Linked DNA regions of Mus musculus: region 1 is linked to region 2. Evidence: chromatin contacts called from public HiChIP or PLAC-seq data. All regions are on one chromosome and are shown on one strand. The core of a region is the stretch at or near the end of the contact, and the rest is flanking DNA. Distances in the headings are between cores, read along the strand shown. Region 1 holds the start of Ahcyl1 (S-adenosylhomocysteine hydrolase-like 1). Region 2 has its middle 26 kb from the start of Gm52629.

Region 1 (6,012 bases), core at 3,380-5,879, 37 kb before region 2:
CACACTGCCTCCAACAAGACCATACTTCCTAACAGTACCACCCCCTATGGGCCAAGCATATTCAAACCACCACAGGTCCATAAAGTGAGGCTTGTTGACAAGAGGGAAAAGGCCTACAGAACAAGTATAATATTTCTTAGGTAAGATGGCAGGCTAGATGGGAGTACAGAGGCACAAACAAGGCTTCCCTAAGACTCAGGAACAGCGCTCTCTGCAAACACATTAAACTCAACATGTTTCAAGCTGATCCCATATCTCATCAGCCTCTCTATGAAGGATTGCTTTTTCTCCTTTGTTTTCCAAATTGGTGATTGCCAGCACTACCCACCATGTTGCAACAGGCTGTATTCCATCTGTCTCTAGCTTCAGCCTTTACTCTGTTCTACTGTACCTCCATTCCCTAAACACACTAAAATAGTGACAGCTCCCAGGGCACACCAAGCTGTCTTGATTGTCTGCCTTTCCTGGATTCTGTTCTCAACCTTAGCCAACTGTTTACTATCAAGACAGCACATGTAGCATCTCGGTCTGTGAAGTCCCTTTTGTTCATCTGCTGAGACCTACAGAACCTGTACCCAGCTAGAAGCCAGTGTCTCCATCTTATTAGTCTCTCAAGCCACATCTAGCACTGTTCCTAGTATATCTCAAGCATTCAGTGCAGTGATGAAACTTAACCCTAGTAAACCTAGGGTTACAGAGAACTGTATCACCGGGCAGGTTCAACACTGTGAACACCATACAGTATACCTTTGTGTATTCATAGGTCATATAACCTGGTATACAATGTATATACTACACCCATTGCATCTGGATATACAGCATATACTGCAGGTGGTTGTAGTACAATGGTAAAAACTTAAACATATCAAAAGGTAGGCTTATATAGTTACCACCATGAAAATGAGGAATGTGTAGTGCTAAAACACTACAATAGCTTTGTCACGGGATTGTAGGAATATTTTGTTTTAAAATCTTTGTTTTTGATTTTAGTCTCGGTTTTCTTTCTATTGTAATAAAGAACATGACCAAAAGGTAATTTTTAGAGGAAAGGATTTCAGCTTACATGTCCTGATCGCAGCCCATTATAAAGCAGCTCAAGGCAGAAGATCATGTAAACCATTATAAAGCAACCCAGGGGCAGGAACTTAAGCACAGGCTATGGAGTGCTGCTTCCTGGTTTGTTCCCCATTACTTGCTCACCATCAGTCAAGAAAATGCTCCCACAGACATATGACAGACAGTCTGATAGAGGCATTTGCTTAGTTGAGATTCCACGCCCAGATAGCTCCAGCTTGTATCAACTTGACATAAATCTAACCAGGAAAGTTTTGGTGGTGTTGTCTTTGTTGAGACAAGGTCTCACTACATATCCCAGGCTAGCCTCAGACTCACACTGTAGCTCAGACTGGTCTTGAAGTCTTGGCAATCCTCCTGTCTCAGTCTCCTGACTATTTGGATGACAAGTGTGTGCTCCCATATGTGACTCCATAATACTCCCATGGACCACTGGTGTATAGTACCTAGCATTGGCCAGATCATCACGCACTGTATATGACTTTGTTTTATAAATAAAGAATACGATTAATTTTGGGGTAGACTAAGTATATTTGACTAATCATAACAATCCCATGTGAGACACTGCAACACTATTACACTTTTAGTCATGTGATCTTCTCATTCACCTTTGTCCTTCCACCACTCCTTTCTCGGGCAGGATTCTCTTTGATCTCCAGACCTTTGGAAAACTTTCTACCACCACATACAACAAGTAGCATTACCCTTAGATCCCTCCTCTTCACAAACACTGGCCCAGGGATGGGTCTCTAGTCTGGATGCCTTTGTGGTGTCCTGAGGAATTAGCTTGCTTGCTGGTAGAGGTAGTGTCAGGTGAGGGAACAGGCAAAAACAAGCCATTTCTTGGCATCCAGAAGTGGCAGTTTCCAGTTGAACCACGTGAGGCTGTCTTGGGATTGGGCATGAGGTAGGCAGCATACAGTGTTTCTCATGGATGGTATGCTGTCACACTCCCTGGCTGGGTAAGCACTTTGATTTCCAGCCTCTACCTGGGGAGCATGGTGGCCACCAGGGCCTTCTACAGTGGCTGTTTTTCAACAATGCTATGACCTTGGACTGGTTCCTATTGCCTCTCTAGTATCACAGGGGTGCCTTTTCCACCTTTAGATTAAGCATCCTTGTCCATCTCCTGCAAGAGCAAACCACCAGCCTCCTGTCCAATAAGGCACACTGGTAAGTGGAGTCACTTGCTGGTCTCCATCTCGACCTAAGCCACTCAATAAAGTTGTATTCCCTCTAGGTCTGGTCCTGTGGACAATCCTCTGTCTCCTGACTCTGAAGGAGTATGAGAGATGTACTCTTCAATCTCCAGGAAGCTCACAGCGAAGCTAAAATGCCCAGAGAAAGTACAAAGCACCTGAAGAAAAACTGCTTTAAAAAAGTCAAATCCAAAATATAGATACACTAGAGCTTGTTAAAAATAATTTGTCTCAAGACACATATATTTTTTTTTAATTCAGGAGACTTAGAGTTTCTTAGCTGATTTCTAAAGACTCAGGTGAATTGAATCTATGGGGCTCCAATAACAGTGTGGACAAAATAAAAAAGATGAAAGCTCCCGAGTGGGCCAGTTGTGGTTGCAGGCCCCAGCTCTAAGGAGAGAGTGGCCGCCTGGCCCTGTGTGGATGTGCTTACTACTCTGGTTTCATCTCTCTGCCCTCTGTGGCCATAGAATTCCCAAGGAGAGAAGTCTGACTGCTCTGAACAGTGAGCACATGAGAGAACACTAACATTTTAAGACATAGCAATCCTTCTAGGTACTTCAACAGCCCTCTTCAAACATCCACAGGCTTCTTATAGGAAGAATTCAGTGGGTCCAGAAATAACTATTTCACACCTTCCCCAACCTTGAGCACAAATCAGTATTGGGGTAGGGCTGGTGTCTTTTAAGACCACCTTTTTTCTTGATAAAGTTGAGTCTTTAAAACCTGGTAAGGTCAGGAATGGTGGCACAGGATAAGAGATCAAAGCCAGCCTGGGTTACATAGTGAGACCCTCTCACAAACAACCCAGAACCCAGTGAGGTGCTGGATATAAAAGAATGAGCTTAGAGAGGATTTAGTGGAAAGGCTCTCAGGAGGACTTATTCTCAGCATAGTGGGGAAGAATCTGGCTTCTCAGAGTCCACCCAAGAGAGAAGAGTGAAGCAAAGGAATGAAAAAGGAGCCACAGGAAACAGCTAGATGCGGAGTATACTAGAGAGCTTTGAGGGAGATTGTGGTCATTGAGAAATCCCAATGGTGAGATAGATGGCTGAAATCTCTTTTTGGAACATTTCAGAAATGTAATTGTAGACTGTTTGCTATGTGATGTAACCTCTCCCCTTTGACCAACAAACCTTCATTAAAAGTTCTGCTACATGTTATAGCCTCATTTTTTGTGGTTTAGGAGTAAGAGTTGGAAAGAGAAAGGGGCTGATGTGACTACAAGAGCTAAAGAAACAGTTGTAAGACTGGAATAGTGAGTAATGTTTCAGATGAGGCAGCAAACTAGAGCCAGAGATGACCATGAAAACCTAAGTCCCCTCAGTAATTCACAGAAATCCTGGGGACAACATTGTACTTTCCACAGGACATAGGAATTGGAGCCAATGTCATTTGAATGACTCTCAAAGGATAAGATACCGCAGTTGACCCCAGCTTACGAATAGGCTTTCCCTTCCCAAATGGATGGGTTCTTGGAAAACATAAATATGCCACATGCACCTCTACCATCCCAGGGCCTTTATACGGGGGCTGTACACAGTAGAATCCAGAAACTGTGCGAGTCCAAACTGAACGTTCTGCACTACACTCACTGAGAGTGGAGCTGGCAGGGAGAGCCTACTGCCTAGAGAGCATGGAGCAGGAGAACCCATTTGGCTGGGACTTTTTCTCAATCTGCCCTGTTCTCTGCCCTCTGACCAACCCATCAACCTTATCTTAATGACCTCTTCACATCAGCACTGCAGCCTGAAGGTCTTGTAAACAGACAAGGCCCAGGAGGAGATGGTGATGGAGGTCATAAAGGGTTGTGTAGAAACCAGACTGCTCTCAGCTTGTTCTGCACCCCTGTGAAGTAAAAAAGCAAACACTGTCCCCTGGAAATGGACTTCTGGCCCAAAGGGCCCAGGGTGTGGGCCGGGAGTAGGCTGTCTCTAACACTGAATTTTCCCAAAAAGGGCCGGGTAAAATGTGTCCGGTGGGACTCTGGTTTATGCTCCCAAGCATCGCTCTTGATATGCCATCTTCCCGATCCCCGATGCTCTGCCACCTCCCCATGCTGAGGTTTCCTGGGGAGTTGGTAGTCCAAAGACCCTTAGTCTTGTGGCATCTTTATAGGAGTCACACTCGGCTCAATAGGGCTGATGGCACCACCTGGCGGCAGACAAGGTTCAACTACTCACCCTGGGACGTTCATCACCGAGGCGCAGGAAAGGAGGGGCGATTCCTGCGGCCCGGCCCAGCATGTTGACGTCACCAGAGCGCGCCATTTGTCCCCGCCTCTTTCCGCCCCCCTCTCCTTGGGGCTGCCAGTACTTGACGTGGCGTCTCCGCCCTCTACCCTTACTTTGCGTGCGTGCTTGCGTGTGGCGGAGGTGGCTGCGCGGGCAGGTCGGAGCTGCGTGCTGTTGCTTCTGGTTCTGTGGCCGCCGTCGCTGTCCGGCAGGCTCCGGTCTCGGAGCCGACGAGGCGCGCGCGCGCGGGTCCCAGCCCTTCGGAAGCCCAAGCAGCTCGGCGCGGGGCCTGGCGGGAAGGCGGGCGAGCGCGTGGCCGAGGGCGCCGCGCGGACGGGCGGGCGCCCGTGAGGGAAAGAGGCGGGGGCGGCGGGTTAGCCGCGGGCCGGGCCGGCCGGGGGATGTCGATGCCTGACGCGATGCCGCTGCCCGGTGTCGGGGAGGAGCTGAAACAGGCCAAGGAGATCGAGGACGCCGAGAAGTACTCCTTCATGGCCACGGTCACCAAGGCTCCCAAGAAGGTGCGGGGCTCTGGGTGGCGGCGAGGGCCCTCGAGGAAGGGGCGCGAGCAAGCCCCGGGCCCGGACTCGGGTAGTTCGGGACTTAGGGCTAGGGTTTGGGGTGCTCAGGACCATTGACACGATGTAGTGGGTGGCCGGTGAGCGGCGATGGGCCTAGCTGGAGCCAAAGAGGCCGCTCTGACCTCGCTTTTCTTTGTCCCTCGGCCGGAGTCCTCCTGGATCTTACTGAAGCCCGACAGGGCCAGGCCTTAAATTCGCGACTGACTTTTCCTGGATGGAGGGCCTTGAAGACGAGATTGGGAGGGGGTGAGCGACTCAGCTGACCCCTGTGACCTGTCCAGGGGATGAGGTTGTGCAGGAAATTTCCCCTCAGGTGAGTGGGGGAAATCAGGCAGCTCTTTTTCAAAGCATCTTCTTGGGGGAGAATTGGCCGTTCGACCAACAACTGCGTGATCGCTTAGAGGCAAGAGGAAAGAATCGTATGAACTGGTTTATGCAGCTGACGGTTCTAAAAGCAACAAGAGATGGAAAGGCAAAATGGTAATCGCCGTGCAGTCTTCCACCTGCTAGGAAGTATGTGAGAAAGGAAAATTTAGAGGTTGGTGACAGTAGACACTGTCATGGATGCAGGTTGATCGCAGTCATGTGAATAGATCACTTAGACATCCCTCCAGAAAGGAGCTTGGGTGGGTTGGGGAGGTGGGTGGGAAGAAATGATTGCTCATTCTTTACTGCACTTACAAGTTCAGCCTATTGTGCTGGGGGTTGAGCTCAAAGGACATCCTTCTATGGCTCTTGGAAAAGGTGATCTATGGAGGGCTGAGTCTAACTAGCTCTCTCAGTGGTAGGGTCGGGGTCTCCAGTGCTTTCTGTCGAACCTTTGCTGACCCTTCCTCTAACCTGGTACCCAATTAGCAGTGGAACAAGGAGGTGACCTTTCTGAAATAGTTTCCTCTTGTATAAAGTCTCTTCACAATCAAT
Region 2 (5,620 bases), core at 798-3,297:
GTGATGCCTAACCAGATGTCAGACTCACCTGGGACCTAGCTCCCAGTTCCTAGAATCTGTCAGATCTTAGATCTGTCTACCCTCATGCCTGCCCAGGACTACAATCGATTAGTTTACATGTGTAGGAACAATTGACATGATTTAAGAGATGAGCCAATTGAGTAAGAATGGTTTATTAGCTGTAGAAGCATTATAAAAGATGAGGGGGACACACGTGGAAAACCAGCTTACCTGTAAATTTTAGTTCTCATGATCTGATGCCCTCTTCTGATCTCTGCAGGTACCTGCACACACATGTACATAAACACATGCAAACAGATTTTTTTTAATAATAAAAAAAAACAAATGATTACTCTTGCTTCAGGAGGGATACAATGAGTTCCCTATTTGGCAAGGGACTTTCTGGAACTGCTCAAATGACAAAACCTATTTCATTTAGTAACACAATATTGCAGGAGGACTTCACTCCAGTCCAAGTGAGTATATCCCAGAGAAAGGATTGGCAGATGGACTTTACCCACATGCCACCAACACAGAGCTGTGCCTAGCTCCTAGTCATTACTGACACCGTATGCTATGGAATAGAGTCTCTTCTATAGCCCAAGCTGTCCTTGAACTCACTGTCCTGCCTCTGTCTTCTAATTGGTGGGACTACAGGCATATGTTACCCTACTTGACATTTAAAGGGATCATTCTTGACTTTGAGTTACCAAGGCCCTATAGAGTAGTAATGGGCCTTCCTTTACAGCAAAATACTCAACTGTCAGGATCCATCTAGGAGAGCCTAAGGCTAGCAGGTGACTTTCCTAGATATGACCTACCATTTTTGCATGGCCTATGATGGGTGAGCTCTTAAGAGGCAAGGTCCCAATAGACTTTATTTCAGGATTGATTGCTTCTTACAGCTGGTATGCCTTTTTCTGTCATTAGTACATAGTCTAATGGCTCCTGCATAATAAGGAATACAAAAGAGAAATAGGCTGGGGACAAATTTGTGATCGAGGAAAAACACCCTATGTCAGATCCAAGGATGAAGCCACAAGTATGTACTATGATAAAGGGAGGTTATGGGAAACTGTTGCTTTGAACTTATAATGAGCTTATAGACTGAAACACTGCTTTGAACTATCAACATCCTGCAATTCCCCCTTTATCATTTTTCTATGAGAACTTTCTAAAGAACTTTTGTCTAAGAAGGTATAAGGCCAGAGAAAAGGAATAAAGTGTGGCATCTGGGGCTGTGTGGCCCATCCACCAAATGTATGTATGTATGTATGTATGTATGTCACTATGCATGAACACATGTGAAGTCGATGAGACAAGTGGTCCAGTCGGACCTCTGGTTCACGAAGAGTTAATGAGTTCCAAACCTCTCTCCTGGCCAGCAAAAGGTCCTTAAGAGAGAAAAGAAACCAGTGCTAAATACCACAAAATAGTAAGAGAAAATTACAGAGAAAGAAGCCAGCCTTTTTAAAGCACAAATACTAAGAGAAAAGAAACCAGCACTTACTAAAGCACAAACAGTAAGATTATACGGCCAGGGATCATCAGTCTTTGACCTTTATTTGATGCTGTGTCCCACCCAGTCCCGGTGCCCTAAAGGCTGGGGCAGGCCCATGGCACCCAACAGTTCTCTTCTGTGCTGAGGATCACCAATTACTTTTGATATGGATAACATAACAAAAATGCTAATTATAGACATAAAAACATCCTGGCCAAGTTATTTCAGAGAACTCAGTCCTGACTAAAACTGCTCATCCATGTGCCTTCTCTGAGTATGAAGAGCTCCTGATTCCTTAAAATAGTCTTTGTGAGGTGTTCTACAGTTGTTTTGTTTATAGAAATCTTACCAGCTTCTGACACATGAGGAATTTCTACTTAGTCCTGGGAGTTACAAGCCTGTTCAAAACTTGAAGGAGGATCTAGGTGAAGTTGTTCAGCTGTTAGAAAGGTTGCTCTTGAAAAGGTCCTGAGTTCAATTCACAGTAACCACATGGTGGCTCACAACCATCTATATAATAGAATCTGATGCCCTCTTCTGGAATGCAAGAGTATATGCAGACAGAGCACTTGCATATAAAAGAATACATGAACAAAACAAAACATGGAGGTTTACCCTCTGTTCAGCTCTACTCTAAATAGAAGGGTATCCCAGCTTGTCGCTCCCACTATTGTGAATCTCAAGGGTTCATAGGAAAACAAAGATGGCAAACTACTCTAACTGGTCCTACAGCCCTAGGAAGGCTTCTCTTCAAAAGGGATTATAGAAGCCAATTATCAGCTAAGTAATATGAGTAAAGGCCTCTCTGCCTGGAGGTTTTCTTGTTAATAGTTTTTCTTAGCTAGCTTGTCTGTTACAGGTCATCCTAACCCACTTCACCCTGAACTAACCTCTTTCTAAATCATGTTATCCCAATTCTCCCTAACACACAAATGATGAAATAATACTGGTCACATCCTCCTCACCTGCTACAGTTTGGATTTTCCTCATGGTCCTGAGTGTCCGCACACTTGGTCTCCAGCTGGTAACTCTGTGTTGGGAGATTGTGAAACCTTTGGGGCATAAGTGAGTTCTAGCTGTTGTCTGTGGGTCACTGCAGGCAAGCCTCCAGGGTAATATGCTAATAGTCACTTCTCTATCATGGATTCAGACAAGATGCCAATGGTGTTGGACTGAAGCCATGGGTGGAAATCCTTACTTATGTTGCTTCTGCCTGGTATTTTGTCACAGAATGGGGAGAAGAGTAAATGATAACAACAGCAATAACAATAATGATAATAGTAATGATGATGATGATGATGCTTCCCAGAAGCCTTAGGTCTGGCTAGTTGCTGAATTTGCCACCAACGTCCATATCTGGCTCTTTTTACTTGAAATTCCTGCAAACATAAAAGTGGTCTCTTTAGACAGATTTTTCTTTTTCAAGCAAAGCCTACCCACCCTAATCCTACAGTGCCCTTAGACAGCTAAACAAACGAATTTTTGTTCATTTCTATTCCAAATCTATGGTCTGGCTTACTAGCAGAGTCACAGATATTAAATCAGAGACCACTTATGTGAGAGGACTCATGCTATGAGAATGACCCCAGGAGATCCCCAGACCATTTTCTCAGGTACTCAGGGATGGAATTTTATTTGCTATTATAACCAATCCTCTGAGAAAACAAACAAATAAATAAAACCAGCGTCCTCCAACTCTGCTGCTTCCTTGGTTGTGTGCACCCTCCTGTAACATTGTTCTCTACCACATTTGTCAACTGGGTGTGATATCACATGCATCTATTCCCAGGCAGAGGCTGGCAGATCTCTGAATTCGAAGCCAGTGTGGTCTACAAGTGAGTTCCAGGACATCTGGGGCTACACAGAGAAACCCTATCTGATTTATTTAAAAAAAAAAAAAAAAAAAAAAGGCAAAAAGGTAAAAAAGGCAAGCTGGATGGCCCCTAAATTTGATGACTTGAGTTTCGGGAACCCTTGTGGTAGAAGGTGAGAACCAACTCCCCTAAGTTGTCAGCTGGCCTCCATGAGCATGCTATTACGCACACACTAAACGTATGGTATGTGATTTTTAAAACATTTTCTAAACCACAGCAGGCAAATACAGATAATCACCAGATAAGAACACAAAGCCCCCCAAAGAAGACTACTCTGAGACAGATATCCTGGGTGGGGCTTTCTCCTCTTCATAGCACTGCTCTCTCAAAATCCCACCTTAAGAAAATTAACGTAAACCAGAGCATAACCTTTTCCTTGGGCCTAGCATGTTGTTTCTTGCCCAGTTAGTCCATGTGTCAATCGGAATCAAACGGCAGAACATTCACCTCAAACAAAACCGCAACTGTTTCTAACCATGCCTGTCCCCTGGACACTACTTTTTCATCCTCTGACCATCGTTTACTGCTAGTATTTGGTCCCTGTGTTTTTAACCTTGACCGTTGTGTCCTGGTTTGCTTTCTCTTGTGATAAAATGACCAAAAGCTACTCAGGGAGGAAAGGGTTTATGTAGCATATATATCCTGATCACAGTCCATCGCTATCACTGAAAGAAGACCCAGTCACACCTGAGGCTAGGGCCACGGAGGATTGCTGCTTACTGGTTTGTTCCTCATGGCTTGCTCAGCCTGTTTTCTCCAGCTCAGGACCAGCCAGTCAGGAGTAGCACTGACCACGCTGGGCTGGGCCTTCACATCAGTCAGTCAAACAAGGAAACAAACAAAAATGCTGCACAGACTTGACCACAGGCCAACCTGAACGAGGCATTTTCTCAGTTGAGACTCCCCCTTCCCAGATGACTCTACTTTGACAACCAGCACACCTTGTAAAGTTGGTGTCTTAGGAGGCCTCAGCATTTTCATGCTAAAATAATGATTTAGTCAAGTTTTTCCTTGTCGCAACTTGAAATCCCCCCTGCGATGGTTCTGTCTAACCTAGATTGGACAGCCAGAGATTTCTACCCTCAAAGCAAGCAAAGTCAGCCTTGACTTCAGCAGAAAGAAGTCCCGAATGCCAGATGTCTGCCCTTTGACAACCTTCAAATCTGAAGGGGTGGAAGTTTCTGAAGCAGTGGTTCTCAGCCTGGGCCTCAAAAGACCCTTTCATAGGGGTCGCCTAAGACCATCAGAAAACACAGATGCTTATACTACCATTCATAACAGTAGCAAAATTATAGTTATACAAAAGTAATTTTATGGTTGGGGTCACCACAGCATGAGGAACTGTATTAAGGGGTTGCCCCCGTAGAAGGCTGAGAACCACTGCTCTGAAATGAGATGAGACAGTTAGGACAGCATGATCTAAACAACTTCAAGACATCTAAAAGCTATGCAACTGCAGAGAACATTACATCAGGGCATCATGTGACTGCTTAGGGAAAAAACTAATCTCTGGCGGAGTCCACTGTGGTCAACAAACTTGTTCTAACTGTTCTTTGCTTTGTTATAATGGCATTTCCATATTATTAGCACTGTGGTTTTTATCAGGCCCATCATATATCTGATACTATGACACATCTAAAAACCACATATAAGAAACAGAAAGGGGAGATGGCTCAGCTGGTAAGAGCACTGACTGCTCTTCCAGAGGTCCTAAGTTCAAATTCCAGCAACCACATGGTGGCTCACAACCATCTGTAATGGGATCAGTTGCCCTCTTCTGGTGTGTCTGAAGACGGCTACAGTATACTCACATAAAATAAATAAATAAATAAATAAATAAATAAATAAATAAAATATTTTTTTAAAAAAAGGGAAGAAAGAAAGGGGGAGCAAATCACATTCTGGAAAAAATTGCAGCCCATCTGGGAACTCCCCATCTATCTTAGTCCATGAGTAAAAAAGGATGCTGAGAGGTGGAGGCAGGGCAAAGATGTCGGGGGAACTCCTCAGGACATACAGGGGCTGCATAGGGAAACTCTATAGTGCACTATTCCTGCACTGGAAGGAACCTTATTTCCTCAGCTCAGGAGATGAAAGAGTTGCTTACCCAGTGTCCTGACCTTTTGTGCTCTCAGAAGTGTATGGAATAAATCCAAAGTGCCACAGGAGAAACCGACCTTGTAGTGACCCCTACGGGACTTACATAAGCAGTATATAAATCTGATCCAAAACACAAATCTTAGCT

The links. HiChIP or PLAC-seq counts read pairs in DNA pulled down with a chosen protein or histone mark.
Region 1: an H3K4me3 HiChIP or PLAC-seq map of bone marrow-derived macrophages shows a contact between it and region 2, with 4 times the contacts expected there. The contact joins the promoter of Ahcyl1 here to the enhancer-like site in region 2. A contact is called at or near these places in 5 of 39 promoter capture datasets (the 3T3-L1 cell line, 3T3-L1-derived adipocytes, the HPC-7 cell line and 1 more), 2 of 15 datasets of contacts at CTCF or cohesin (CD8 T cells and the NIH/3T3 cell line), 26 of 484 Hi-C or Micro-C datasets (the AML12 cell line, the BV-2 cell line, the Ba/F3 cell line and 18 more), 13 of 115 datasets of contacts at active chromatin or transcription factors (CD8 T cells, the HPC-7 cell line, the SCID.adh cell line and 7 more) and 4 of 9 other capture datasets (adipose tissue, liver, macrophages and 1 more).

The regions. Positions count from the first base shown.
Region 1 is chr3:107,695,177-107,701,188 of GRCm38.p6, reverse strand. It overlaps Ahcyl1 (S-adenosylhomocysteine hydrolase-like 1), which reads left to right and starts at 4,629. Exons shown (of 17, transcript NM_145542.4): 1 at 4,629-5,031. The coding sequence starts at 4,912. It overlaps Gm40121 (a long non-coding RNA gene), which reads right to left and starts at 4,964. Exons shown (of 3, transcript XR_003954675.1): 1 at 4,460-4,964.
Region 2 is chr3:107,655,603-107,661,222 of GRCm38.p6, reverse strand. No RefSeq gene overlaps it. Among named protein-coding and RNA genes, the nearest start is that of Gm52629, 26 kb to the left of the region's middle. Within about 2 kb of position 2,047, at least 1 of the 459 cell types and tissues checked has an H3K27ac peak or open chromatin away from gene starts, as enhancers often do. A contact at or near this core is called in bone marrow-derived macrophages, where this site is marked.